2 separate regions of the Sus scrofa genome follow, and region 1 is linked to region 2. Evidence: chromatin contacts called from public HiChIP or PLAC-seq data. All regions are on one chromosome and are shown on one strand. Each heading gives the region's core, a stretch centred on a gene start, on an enhancer-like site or on the middle of the called end of the contact. The rest is flanking DNA. Distances are from core to core; before and after follow the strand shown. Region 1 holds the start of TMEM156 (transmembrane protein 156). Region 2 holds the start of TLR6 (toll like receptor 6).

Region 1 (6,412 bases), core at 3,735-6,234, 160 kb before region 2:
ATTTGTTTCCAACTTTTCTGTTGCTTCAGTTCTACCTTCAAAATAAAATGTAAAGAGTTAGCACAACCTCTTTCCTTTATTTCTAATTTTTGGTTGGTTGTTTTGCTTTTTAGGGCTGTACCCGTGCCACATGGAAGTTCCCAGGCTAGGGGTCAAACAGGAGCCACAACTGCTGGCCTATGCCATAGCCATAGCAATGTGGGATCCAAGCCACATCTGCAACCAACACCACAGCTCATGGCAATGCTGGATCTCTGACCCAGTTATCGAGGCCAGGGATCAAACGCATATTCTCATGGATACTAGTCAGGTTCTTTTCTGCTGAGCCACAATGGGAATGCCCTAGGGCACTATCATTTTAAGTTAGATTACCCACAAGATACTGCAGCTTAATTCTTAAAAAGTTTTGTGACCACTGGTGTTTAAAATGCAAATATCTAATGACCTACTTTATGTGGAACTTTCAGTAATAAAACATTTTAGTGGATAAATTATGACACTAAAGAAAAAAAGCAAGACACTACAACCTTTTTCACCCTTGTAATTGAGTCCTGGAGGACTTGACGGGATATTTGGAACTTGTCATTGGTGAAAATTTTAAGCTGTTAGTAACCATAGGCAGAAAGATCAAACGTATTTATAAAAATTAGATTAAAATATAGTAGAACAGTTGAGGACAATAAAAGATTCCTGAACTATCAGAAGGTAATATCATAAATTTCTCATGATTTGCTAAATCGTAGAGGACGCACTGGTGTCCAGCAAGTGGGTTATAGGCCAGATATGAGAGGCTCACTCCCTACATTCTCAGAGCAGCCAGGCATGGTCAGGGACTTCAGGACCCTGGACCAGTCTCCTGACATCCTCCATCTGCGTGGCACCAGAGAAGCCAGCTGCAGATAATATGAACCAGACCATCATTGACCAAAGACCCATGGAGCAGCTAGGGAAGCTGTCTTCTAGGTGCTCAAGAATAGGAAGACCAGGCTGAGCTCACACTGGGGGAGAGGGGGTGAGGAGGAAAGAAGTAGGTCATAAGAAATAGCACTGCGCACACACTAAAACCTCACAAGTCCATAAAATTTATAATGAACAAAAGAATTATCAAATGAACCAAAGCTCTATTGTTCATAGAAGAGACACTAACAAAGATAGTCTCAATAAAATCAAAATTAAAAAAAAATATAAAAGCAAGATGAAAGAGGACGTGGTTTAACTGCCTTTATAAGAAAATTAGGAGCTCCTGTTGTGGCTCAGTGGAAACAAATCTGACTAGCATTCATGAGGATGCAGGTTCAAGCCCTGGCCTCGCTCAGTGGGTTAAGGATCTGGCGTTGCTGTGGCTGTGGCGTAGGTTGGCAGCTGTGGCTCCGATTTGACCCCTAGCCTGAAAATCTCCATATGCCATGAATGCAGCCCTAAAAAAAAAAAACAAAAAAAAAAAAAAAAAAAGAAATCCAGAGATTAAACTGATGTGATGCTATATCAAATAAATACTTTTTTGATAAGGGGAGAATTAAGGAACACGGTTTCCTATCGGTCCCTACCGGCACCTCTACTGAAGACGCCACCTGATATTATGTCTCAGTCCAGTTTAGGGCAGGCCAAAACTCTCATCAATTCCTCTCTTCCTTTGAATGATCCTTTTTTTTTTTTTTTGCTTTTTAGGGCTACACTCGTGGCATATGGAAGTTCCCAGGCTAGGGGCTGAATTGGAGCTACAGCTGCCGGCCTACACCACAGACACAGCAACGCCAATGCCATCGGAGCCATGTCTGCGACGTACACCACAGCTCATGGCAATGCCTGATCCTTGACCCACTGAGCGAGGCCAGGGATCCAACCTGCATCCTCATGGATCCCAGTTGGGTTTGTTAACCTCTGAGCCACGGCAGGAACGCCTTTTGAATGATCTTTGATGCTGTTCATGAAATAAGTCATGTCTGAAGTCTACTCCCATTTTATTTTATTTTATTTTATTTTATTTTATTTTATTTTATTTTATTTTATTTTATTTTATTTACTTTTTAGGGCCACACCCATGGCACAGGGAGGTTCCCAGGCTAGGGGTCAAACCAGAACTATGGTTGCCAGTCTACACCACAACCACAGTAACACGGGATCCAAGCTACGTCTGAGACCCACACCACAGCTCGCAGCAACACCAGATCCTTAACCCACTGAGCGATGCCAGGGATTGAACCTGCGTCCTCATGGATGCTAGTCAGATTCGTTTCCACTGAGCCATGATGGGAACTCCCTACTCCCATTTTGACTGTTCTTAGACCCTGGTCCTAAGTCCCCTTCACTCATGATTCCCATTTGCCCATCAAATTGTTGTCCCTGATCAGATGAAAATGAAATTAATTCATTTTCGCAATATATTCAGAACATGACCTCTGTTCCCTACTTCCTATTCCTGGCTTTCCCATTGTTCCATAAAGCCCCCAGGTGGATGGGCAAGATCAAGATATAGGATAAGTGGAAATGGATGGTGAGGGTACGAGAGGGTGTGGGTAGGGAGAAAATGATGGGAGATATCTAGTATCTATTATTTTAAAACCAGAGAAGAAGAACAATGGGAGTTCCTATCATGGTGCAGGGGGTAATGAATCCGACTAGGAACCATGAGGTTGCGGGTTCGATCCCTAGCCTTGCTCAATGGGTTAAGGATCCGGCATTGCTGTGAGCTGTGGTGTAGGTTGCAGATGCGACTCGGATCCCGAGTTGCTGTGGCTGTGGTGTAGCGGCCCTAGAAAGGCAAAAAGACAAAAAAACAAAAACAAAACAAAACAAAAAAAACAATGGAATAAAAATATTCCTTTGCACAGATTCTTTATTCACCATGAATTCTGCCTATCCTTCATTTATATTCTAAGACAATGCACTTTATTTCACTGGGATTATCATAATGAGATATCTTCTTTTGAAACAGGAATGGGAGTTCCCGTCGTGGTGCAGTGGTTAACGAATCCGAGTAGGAACCATGAGGTCGAGGGTTCGATCCCTGCCCTTGCTCAGTGGGTTAACGATCCGGCGTTGCCGTGAGCTGTGGTGTAGGTTGCAGACGCGGCTTGGATCCCATGTTGCTGTGGCTCTGGTGTAGGCCGGGGGCTGCAGCTCTGATTCGACCCCTAGCCTGGGAACCTCCATATGCCACAGGAGCAGCCCAAAGTAATAGCAAAAAAGACAAAAAAAAAAAAAAAAAAAAAAAGAAACAGGAATGGAAAATGTGGATTCTGAACTAATAATCATAGTGTATATAGGTATAATGACAAGTTCCGTTCTTCTGCTTTTATACAAAGCAGTAAAGTAGAACCAAAATCTTGCAGGTGTCTTTAGTTTATCCTTACACACTGTACTGTTTACTGTCTTGAGACATGTTGTTTTCTGAACCCCAGAACCCGGGACAGTGCCTGGCATGTAAAAGGGAGTCAACCATCAATTAATAAGTGAATGAATGAATGATGTCCTTGTAACCTAGACATAACTGATATTCATCATTTCATTTTGGTGATTGTATTGTGGGTTTATTTTTACTCACACAGTTTGGTGAGCATAGGGAAATAGATTTAAATTTAAATGAGGAAAAGACCCCTTTACCTCTTGAGATCATTTCTCTACTCCTGTTGCTTAGATGACATTTTGAAAGTGCTAATAGAAGATAGTTTTCTTAGAGTTGCCCAGGCCAGGGATCAAACCTGAGCCACAGCAGTGACAATGCTGAGTCCTTAACTGCTAGGCCACCAGGGAACTCTCCCTCATATATCTTTAAAGAAATATATTTTAACCTTAAAACAGAAATAAGCTACAATTTAAAATGACTAAATTAAAAGAAGACCCCCTTAGAAATGTATAAAACCTTGGAAAAAAGATGTCTATTAAAGGTCTGGATGATAAAGTAACGGTAAAAGTAGAGTAGAAGATACAAGGAGATTAAGAATAGAATTGAAAAATAAGAAAAAAAAATCAGAATAATCTTGAAAAGCCAGAACCTAACAGCATTCTTGAAAGAGTGAATAGAAGAAACAAGAGGATGAAATTCTCAAGTATTTAATTCAAAAAATGCCCGTTGAACTGATGGAGTTTTAAGGGGCACACTCAGTGCTTAGCATAATGAATTTTAAAAGTATCTACATCAAGCCATATAAATGTGAAATTCCAAAATTTCAAACCAGAGATAAAGATTCTAAAACTTCCTGAGATTGGAAAAAATAGGTCACATAAGAAAACACTTGGAATCAGGTCAACAAACTTATCTGTACCATTAGAAGCTAGCAGACAATGGGCCATACCTCAAAATCCTGAGTGACAATTCAGTCGAGAATTCTATACCAAGCCCACCTATCATACAGCTGAGAACATAGGCAAGACATTTTTAGATCTGAAAAATCTTTAAGAAAACTAAAGCTACAGGATCCAGAAATTAGGATTAAGCACATCATTCTCAAGATGATAGTAAAGTCCCATGATGACAATAATGCAGGATCTGATTAACCAATCCAGACAGAAGAGGACAGAACCTTCCAGAAGGAATGTCTTCAGGAAAAAATGCAGAGCTCATGGGTTAGCTCATCCTCAGAAAATCACACAGAATTTTAAAGAACTGCTAAAAAAGAGACTTAGAGACTCAACAAAAAGTAAATGAATGAAAAGACAGGGGTAATTGAACTCCAGGAAAAACAAAATATGTACACAAGGAAGGAAACACAAACATAACATGCTTGGCTCAGCCATGAATATTTGCATAGCCATTAAAGATTGAATATAGATTCAACCAGAATCATAATATAATTTCATTAAAGTAAATGAGCAAAGAAATAAAGGAAGTTTAAACCTAAAAAAAAAAAAATAAAAAAAGAAGAAGAAGTTTTCTGAGTGGAAAGTGACTCAAAATGAAGAAGTCTCAGTTCAAGCCCTCCTTTTTACAAAGTCTTACCAAAAAGGAAATGAGTATGAGGCAAATGCATGCACTTAAAGTACCTCAGAAATGAAACTTAAACCAGGAAGAAGTATGCCTTCAATGTACTTGAGGGGAACACATGTGTCATGTGAATAGACATGACAAAAACAGCCCTCCTTAAATTACTTTTGGCAATAGTGATCATGTTCATTTTAATTTTGCCAGAATATTTCAAGACACCAAGAGGTGAGTATTTAATTACAATCTAGTTTTCCTTTTTTGAGTTAAAAAAAATTATGTCAGCTAGTGGTTACAGGAAAGATCTTTTTCTTTGGCTTTATGCTGCATGGGCTAAAGTTCTGGGTCTGAAAAGCTAATAAACTGAGATTGCAATTGTAGTTGACTGTTACATGGTACAGTAAGCGCTTTATTGTAGCATACAATGATAAAATTTTTAAAAAAATGAAAAAAACAACCAAAATCTGTAGTATAGCTTTCACATATTGAGTTTACAATAATCTCATCATATGATTTGCTCTCTGAAAATGTCTTTTAGAACAGTGTTAAGGATGCTTTTACATTCTGGGATTTATTTTGTAAAGCAACTAACATTTGCTATGTTAACAGTGCTTGAGTTCCCTCCATCACCACTACTTCACACAAGTAACTTACTGTCATTTTTTGGAAAAAGAAAAAGAAAAAGAACATTTAGCTTTTTTTCAAAATACAACTAAAATAAGATGTGTGCAAATTTAAGTAGATGTTTGCCTGTGTATACTTATAACTAGAGAAAAATGGAACAAAATTAACTTTGAATATTTCAGAAAATTGTGATATGATTGTTGAAACCTAGGATAGGAATATAAATAGATGTAAATTTAAACTACATTTATATGTCAGCAAAAATTTTGAAAATATATTAGTGTGGATGTTTGAATGGGAATTGTGCTCCCTAGAATTTAATAAGAAAAAGTAAAAAGAAAATGTTATAGTCTATCATTAAAAAGTTACTTGAATTTGATTAAAATCAGAGAAAAGCTTATATTAGATAACTTTTTGCAATGATTTATTGTTACATATATTAGACTAAGTGGCCAGATAAAAATATTTTTGCTAATTACATTTGATGACATATTGCAATGATCATTTAATACTGCATATACATGATTCCAAGTAGCAGATACTTTTTTATTTTTATTTTTTTGCTAAATAAACACTATGAAAGTACACTTTTGTGAGCAATTGAATTTTTCAAATTTCTCTTGGTTTTCTGCCATTATGCCGCTTAGATCAAGCAATCATAGCATATATTTTTAATGCTTGATTTCACTGAGTGAAAATATAAAAATAGAATTGAGATGGAGATAAACTATTTCAATTTTTAACCTAAATGCGCTGAGAGTATTGATAGTTGTCTAAGGTAGGTCAGAGGGATGTCTTGAGAACCTCCAAAAAAGTCAGATGGGATCTAATGAAAACCAGGTAACCAGCCTAAAAGGATTTAATGAT
Region 2 (6,747 bases), core at 370-2,869:
GAGCATGTGTGCGTATTTCTTTTTCTTTTTCTTTTTTAAATTTTATGGCCACACATCTGGCATATGAAGTTCCCATATCCCTCAAATTCAGAGGGATTGACTCTGAGCCACAGCTACGACATACCCAGCAACATTCGCAGACTGGATCCTTTAATCTGCTTCCCGGGGGCCATGGATCAAACCTGTACCTCCGCAGTGATCCAAGCCACTGCAGTCAGATTCTTAACCCACAGCACCACAGCAGGAACTCTTGTGTGCATGTTTCTTAAAGACTTTGGTCCAGTGTTGCCTGAAATTCCCCAAAGCCGTAGCTGATTCCTTTCTGCTCTGCCTGGTTCACAAAGCTGGTTTCCCAGCGTCCCAGACACCAGCCCTCTCTAGCTGACCCTTCTGCTCATTCAGCAGAGACCATCCACTCCTTGCTGACCGCCCCTGACCCCGGATCTTAGAAGGCTTCCCGTTAGGTTTGATGAGTAAGAATGAATAGTAAGAAGCTGGCCTTTCTCTTCCTTCTGAAAGCAGAAGTGATTCTTACCCCTGTGTTGTGAGTCGGACTGCGGAGTTTTACTTTGATTTTTTTAATGATGAGATAATGCCAGACAGTGGAATTAACTGTCGAATGATTATTTCAGATGTTCAGTTCTTTACAGAACCTCAATTAAAGAAAAGTCTTGGAAATAGGGTATCCTGGCCGGATGTGTCTGGTTAACCAGACATTCTCTTTTTGTGTCATTAAACTTGATATTGTTCTAAAATTATTCCAAATGACCTTTAAAAATTGATTTTTAGGAGCTCCCCTCGTGGTGCAGCTGAAGCGAATCCGACAAGAAACCATGAGGTTGTGGGTTCGATCCCTGGCTTTGCTCAGTGGGTTAACGATCCGGTGTTGCCATGAGCTGTGGTGTAGGTCGCAGACATGACTCGGATCCCGCCTTGCTGTGGCTCTGGCTCTGGCCGGTGGTTACAGCTCCGATTCGACCCCTAGCCTGGGACTCTCCATATGCCGCGAGAGCGGCCCTAGAAAAGGCAAAAAGACACACCCCCCCAAAAAATTGATTTTTAATTAGGCTCGTAGGATCTCAGGGTTATTTATTATTCTAGAATTGAGAATGAAAACATCTAAAAATGCCAAAATGTTGGTCAGAACTTGGAGAAATAGGATGCAATTTCCTGAACTATCCCTGAAAGTTGATTATAAAATCAACAACAATAAAAAACCCAGTTCTCGAACGTAAGAGTATTTTATTGTGAAGTATCTAAAATAATGCTCCAAAATTTCTTGATAATAGTATTTTCAATTATTTTGGAAATATTAAATATGGTGATAATAGAAACAAGGCAAAATTGAATAACTTTCCATTATGGTGATAATTTAAGTCAGCCTGCAAAACTCTTACAGATGTATATTATCTTAGAAAAACATTTTTCTTCACACTTTGTCATAAGCTGCATGTTCATATGAATTTAAAAATTTGATTACTGTTTTAGTCTGTAGCCCAGTAAAACCTGCTTCACACGTGACCTTCGAAGGGGCAATTTGTAGGCAGGAGTAATTCTAGTAATGTCCGACAGATGGCACAAAACAGTTTCTATGGTATTGCTTTACTTAAAGTAAGGACTTGCATTTTCTTCTCCTCCGAGGAAAAGTTATTTCCTCTTCTGAGAAAGAAATCTTGGTAAGTGAAAAGGTTTTTGTGGCTTTTTCAAATTCTGGAATCATTACTTCAAATAATCAAGAAAATGCTAACGATTGTGCAGGAAATAGGTAACGTTTCTTTGAAGTTTTTGCAAAATGACTTTCAGGTTTTTTAGTTTTGCTTTTGAATGTTGCAAATGTCCTTTAAATAATACAAGAACGATAAAGATACGGCTATATTGAAAGATATCAAAATAACGAGCTCTTGTCATAGTTAAGGAAAATAACTAAAATGCTTTTTCTTTCCTCTGTTTTTGTCTCTTACATTTTCTCTTTTCACTTTTTCCTAGTTCCTTGTTTTTAGTAACGTTTAGTTTGTGGCGCTAATATGGCACCTATCAAATGTTATGTATTTTTATAGTAGATACGAGTGTTTGATCCTCCCTGTCACATGGTTCTATAATTGTTTATTTGTGTCTGTCACTAATTTACAAGCTTTTGAAAGCAGGAATTATGCCGATGCTATTGATATTTAGGTCCCTAGCTAAGGTCCACTTCAGTGCTGTCACATACTACACCCTGAATAAACATTTATTAACGGAGGAAGTGGCAGAACTGGCCCAGGACTTGCCTTACTCAACTTTCTCACCTAAACTCTAACAAATAAAGCAGTATTTCTCTAGCATATTTGTTGATTTGCTCAGGAATTGCACGGTGTTTTTTCGGTTTTTCCTTTTTCAGGGTTTCAATTTTCATAGATTCTATCCATCATCCTTTTTCCCCCCTTGATATAGAGCCTCCTCTGTCTCCCCCCTCACCGCCCTTTCATTTGATGCATTAAAGGAAAAACAAAACACCTTTTACCTTTTATCTTTTTTCACTTCCTTTTTTTTAAAAAAAGTGAACTCTCTAATCTTCCGCTCTCATTTCCCTTCTTTCTCTCCTTTACAAAGACATTAAAGCATAGTTGATTTACAATGTTGTGTCCATTTCTGCTGTACAGCAGAGTGACCCAGTCATACATATATGTATAGATTTTTTTTCTCCTATCATCTTCAATCATGTTCTGTTGCAAGACGCTGGGTAAGAGTTCCCTGCGCTGTGCAAGTAGGACTTCATTGCTTAAGTAGAGAAGCTCCGGGCTTAAATGTAAACACTAGGAAGCGCCTGAGGGTATAAATGACTGGGGAGGAATATTAATGTTTTGGAGGCAGGGTGATAGAAGGGAGGCTGAACAACTTTCCCACCTAGTGCTAAGTTTCAGTACCCTGAACACACACACCGTCCAGAAACCACTGAGTGGGTTCGCTCTCAGGGATGTCAATTACCTAGTACCACGTGAAAGACGTTCTCTCTCTCTTTATACAAATAACATAAGTGCATTTCTTTAAATATAAAGTATTTTTAGGAGTTCCTGTCATGGCTCAGCAGTAGCGAACCCGACTAGCATCCATAAGGACACAAGTTCCATCCCTGGCCTCGCTCAGTGGGTTAAGGATCCGGCATTGCCATTAACTGTGGTGTAGGTCACAGACGTGGCTCAGATCTGGCCGTTGCTGTGGCCGTGGTGTAGGGTGGCAGCTGCAGGTCCAGTTTGAGCCCTAGCCTGGGAACTTCCATATGCCGTGGGTGTGGCCATAAAAAAACAAACAAATAAATAAATAATAAAATAAAATATTTTACATTAGCTGTATTTTAAGACAAGCCTTTCAACTTATAAACGATGTTAAGAAGTTACAGATTTTGGAAATATACAAAAGTATGAGGAAGGAAATTACATTCGTCAGTGATTTAGAGATCCAGAGATAACCACTAGTTGCATTTTATATATTTCCCCCTATTCTTTTTTCCCCCTAGGCATTGTGTGTATGTCAGGTTTTAATCATATTTTACAAAATTAGAGTCCTACCATACACATGATTTATTTTTTTTGGTGGGGTGGTGACACTTAATTTACTTATTTTTCATTTTTAAAATTTTATGGAAACAATCTTATATTCCATTATTCATATAACATTATTTTTTAAAAAGGCAATAGTTGAGACTGCATGCTACATCATGGTATGGGTGTACCATAACTGATTAAACACTAGTCCTTATCATTTTTTTCCAGTATTTCGTCATTTTATGAGCAGCATCCTCATAGTAATATTTTTATGTGTATTCCTTAATAAGAAAATTCCGATAGGTGGAATTCCTAAAATAAGGGTAAGCATATTTTTAAGGAATTTACAAATGTGAAAAAATTGCCCTTCAGAAAGGTGGTACTAATTTTTCATTCCTGCTGGCAGTAAATGAGTCATTTTAGTTCCACCTATCAACACTGGGTATTATATTTTTGGATTTTCCCAAATTGGTAGGTGAAAATAATCATACCTTTAAAAAATATTTAAGAAACCATTCCCATTTGATTCACTTTATCTTTTTATGCTTAAATATCTGAAATTATAGGCATTCTGACATTTCATTTCTAAATGCTTTAATTCTATATCTCTAAAAAAAGTGCATTTTCCTATAGCCAAATAACATTATCAAAAATTAACATTATTTCCTAATAGAGTCTAATACCTGGTCCATCTTAAAATCCTTTCTCACCGCGTTATTCAAATAACTTTTATAGCAGGTCTGTCTAAATTAAGATCCAATCCAATATCAGAAGTTTCACTTAGATGTTATATCCTGTGTTGCTTTAATATGCATTTTTTTATTTTTATTTTTTGAGATTGGCATTCATATTATTGACTGTTGATTTGGGGAGGTAAATTTTCTGAGCAAATAATGTGCTCTACTTAATTTTATTTTTTTTTTATTTTTTTGAGATTATTTAGGAATAAGTTTTATTTTCTTTTATGTATTTTTCCAGTTTTATTGAAATATAGACATATATTTGTTTAAGGTGTACAAAATGTTTTTTTAAAATGATTTTTATTTTTTCCATTGTTGGTTTATAGATCTACTTAATATTAAATGTTGAAAATTTGAAAAGCACAGGTAACAGCTAAGAGGAAAATAAAACCTCTTTATAGTTTTACCATGTAAAGTTAATTACTGTTAATATCCTGGTATGTATCTTACTAATTTTTCCACATGCATGTGTATGTATTAACTGCTATACATTTTGTAAACTACTTTTTGTCACATATAGTGATCAATTTTCCATGGAATTAGATTTTCATTATTTATAAAGGTCACACAGAAATATTTAATTATATGGAGATACTATAATTTATTTGACAACCTATTTTTGGACAAGCTGATTTCTTTTTTAAAAATAACTTATTTTGTACTGGTCCCGCTATTTACTCTTTCACTGGTTATAACTGTTTTTCAGTCACTTCTCCTGGATTTTTCACTTTGACAATCATATAATCTAAAAATAATGCTAATTTTATTTCCTCCCTTCTAATATTTCTGTCTCTTATTTGCCCCCTTAATTACAATGGCTAGAACCTCTAGAACCTAGTGTTAAATAATAGTGAGCATCCTTGAGGTTGATTTTAATGGAAATGCTTTGAGGGTGGGATATTGGTTTAAGTTGGATACTTGACATATTCTTTATCAAGTTTTTAAAGTACTTTTTAAATGTGTACTTTAACATGTTTTTAGTCAAAGATGAATGCTGATTTTTGTCAAGTAAATTTTTAATGTCCATGGAGGTGCTCATCTTTTTTTTCTCCTTTTTCTATTTCTGTGTTATTGTCATATATCTGCTGATAATAACCCATTCTTTCAATCCCAGAAACATCAAATTAATCATTGAGTATTATTCCTTCAGCACTGAGCTAGATTGATTTCGATTTCTTCAATCTGAGCATCTCCCCAAGACCAAATAAATGGAATTTAATCTCTTCATTTGTATTTTATAATACTTGCTCTTAGTTTTGTAATATACACACTTAAACATATTTTTGTAACAGAATCTTGAGTTGTTATCTATTGCTTCTTCTCAACCAGGATCTTAACATGCTTTTAGCCCACTCTCTCCCTCTCCCTCCCCTATTCACTAGCTCCCTTGTGATCACTGGCAATTTAAATTCCAGATTGTTATTAAACTTTTTGTCATCAATCCTTTTTGGGACTTTACAATAAATTTTCTACTTTCTTTGCAAAGTATTCCTTCTTGATTCCTATTTTTAATTTTTTTGGAGTCAGTTTCTTTTTTCAGAGGATAGTTCTGTTCATTAGTAATTCACATAGTGGGTCCGTCTTCCACGTCTTTTAGCATTTCTTTCATGTCTTTTAGCATTTCTTTCATATATTTCATCTCTTTTGACCTCTTGGACTGTATTTTGGGGAAATTCCTCTTTTTGGTCTTCCATCTCACTAATTCTCACAGGAGAATTGATTCTCACAGGAGAATTGATTCTGCAATTCAGCTCATCCAAAGAGTTTTCCATTTCAACTATTATATTTTAAATTTTCATGATTCTTACTCCATTCTTTTTTAGAATCTTACCTCTCCTAGGATAGCTGTCTATTATAAATGCCTATGCTGCTCTTTTATGTCTGTCTCCTTGGATGTTAATGCCTTTCATATCTTGAGTTTGGTTCCTTTCTATCACAGTCTTTGCTTTGTAGAAACTTCATGTTTCTTGGTCACACAGCCCAAATTATGGTTGAGGCTCCATGTCAAACTGCTTGTTGATCTATTTTCCAACAGCCAACTTGTTGGAAGCATGGACCAAATTAATCTGTATTAATTTTGCATTGCTGCTGTTGCCAATTACCATGAACTTAGTGGCTTAAAAAACACGTTTTAGGAGTTCTCTTGTTGCGCAGTGGCTTAAGGATCTGGCATTGTCATTGCAGCGGCTGGGGTCCCTGTTGTGGCGTGAATTTGATCCCTGACCCAGGAACTTCCACATGCTGTGGGCATGCCCCCCCACTCCCAACAAAAAACAAACCAACCGCAAACATGCTTTATCATCTTGCAGTTCTGTAGGCTACTAGTCCAGCATAGGTCTTGCTGGGTTTAAGTCAAGGTGTTGGCCAGGCTGCATTGCTTCTGGAGGCTCTTGAGGAGAATCTGCTTACTTACTTTTTGAGCTTTAAGAGGCCACCTACATTCCTTGGCTCATGGCCATCTTCTTCAAGGAAGGTTAAGTCTTTCT

The links. HiChIP or PLAC-seq counts read pairs in DNA pulled down with a chosen protein or histone mark.
Region 1: a contact with region 2 is called in an H3K27ac HiChIP or PLAC-seq map of alveolar macrophages. The contact joins the promoter of TMEM156 here to the promoter of TLR6 in region 2. A contact is called at or near these places in 1 of 47 Hi-C or Micro-C datasets (heart right ventricle) and 1 of 2 datasets of contacts at active chromatin or transcription factors (alveolar macrophages).

What each region holds. Positions count from the first base shown.
Region 1 is chr8:30,341,205-30,347,616 of Sscrofa11.1, reverse strand. TMEM156 (transmembrane protein 156) reads left to right here and starts at 4,984. Exons shown (of 7, transcript XM_013978595.2): 1 at 4,984-5,149. The coding sequence starts at 5,062.
Region 2 is chr8:30,175,522-30,182,268 of Sscrofa11.1, reverse strand. It overlaps TLR6 (toll like receptor 6), which reads left to right and starts at 1,619. Exons shown (of 2, transcript NM_213760.2): 1 at 1,619-1,676.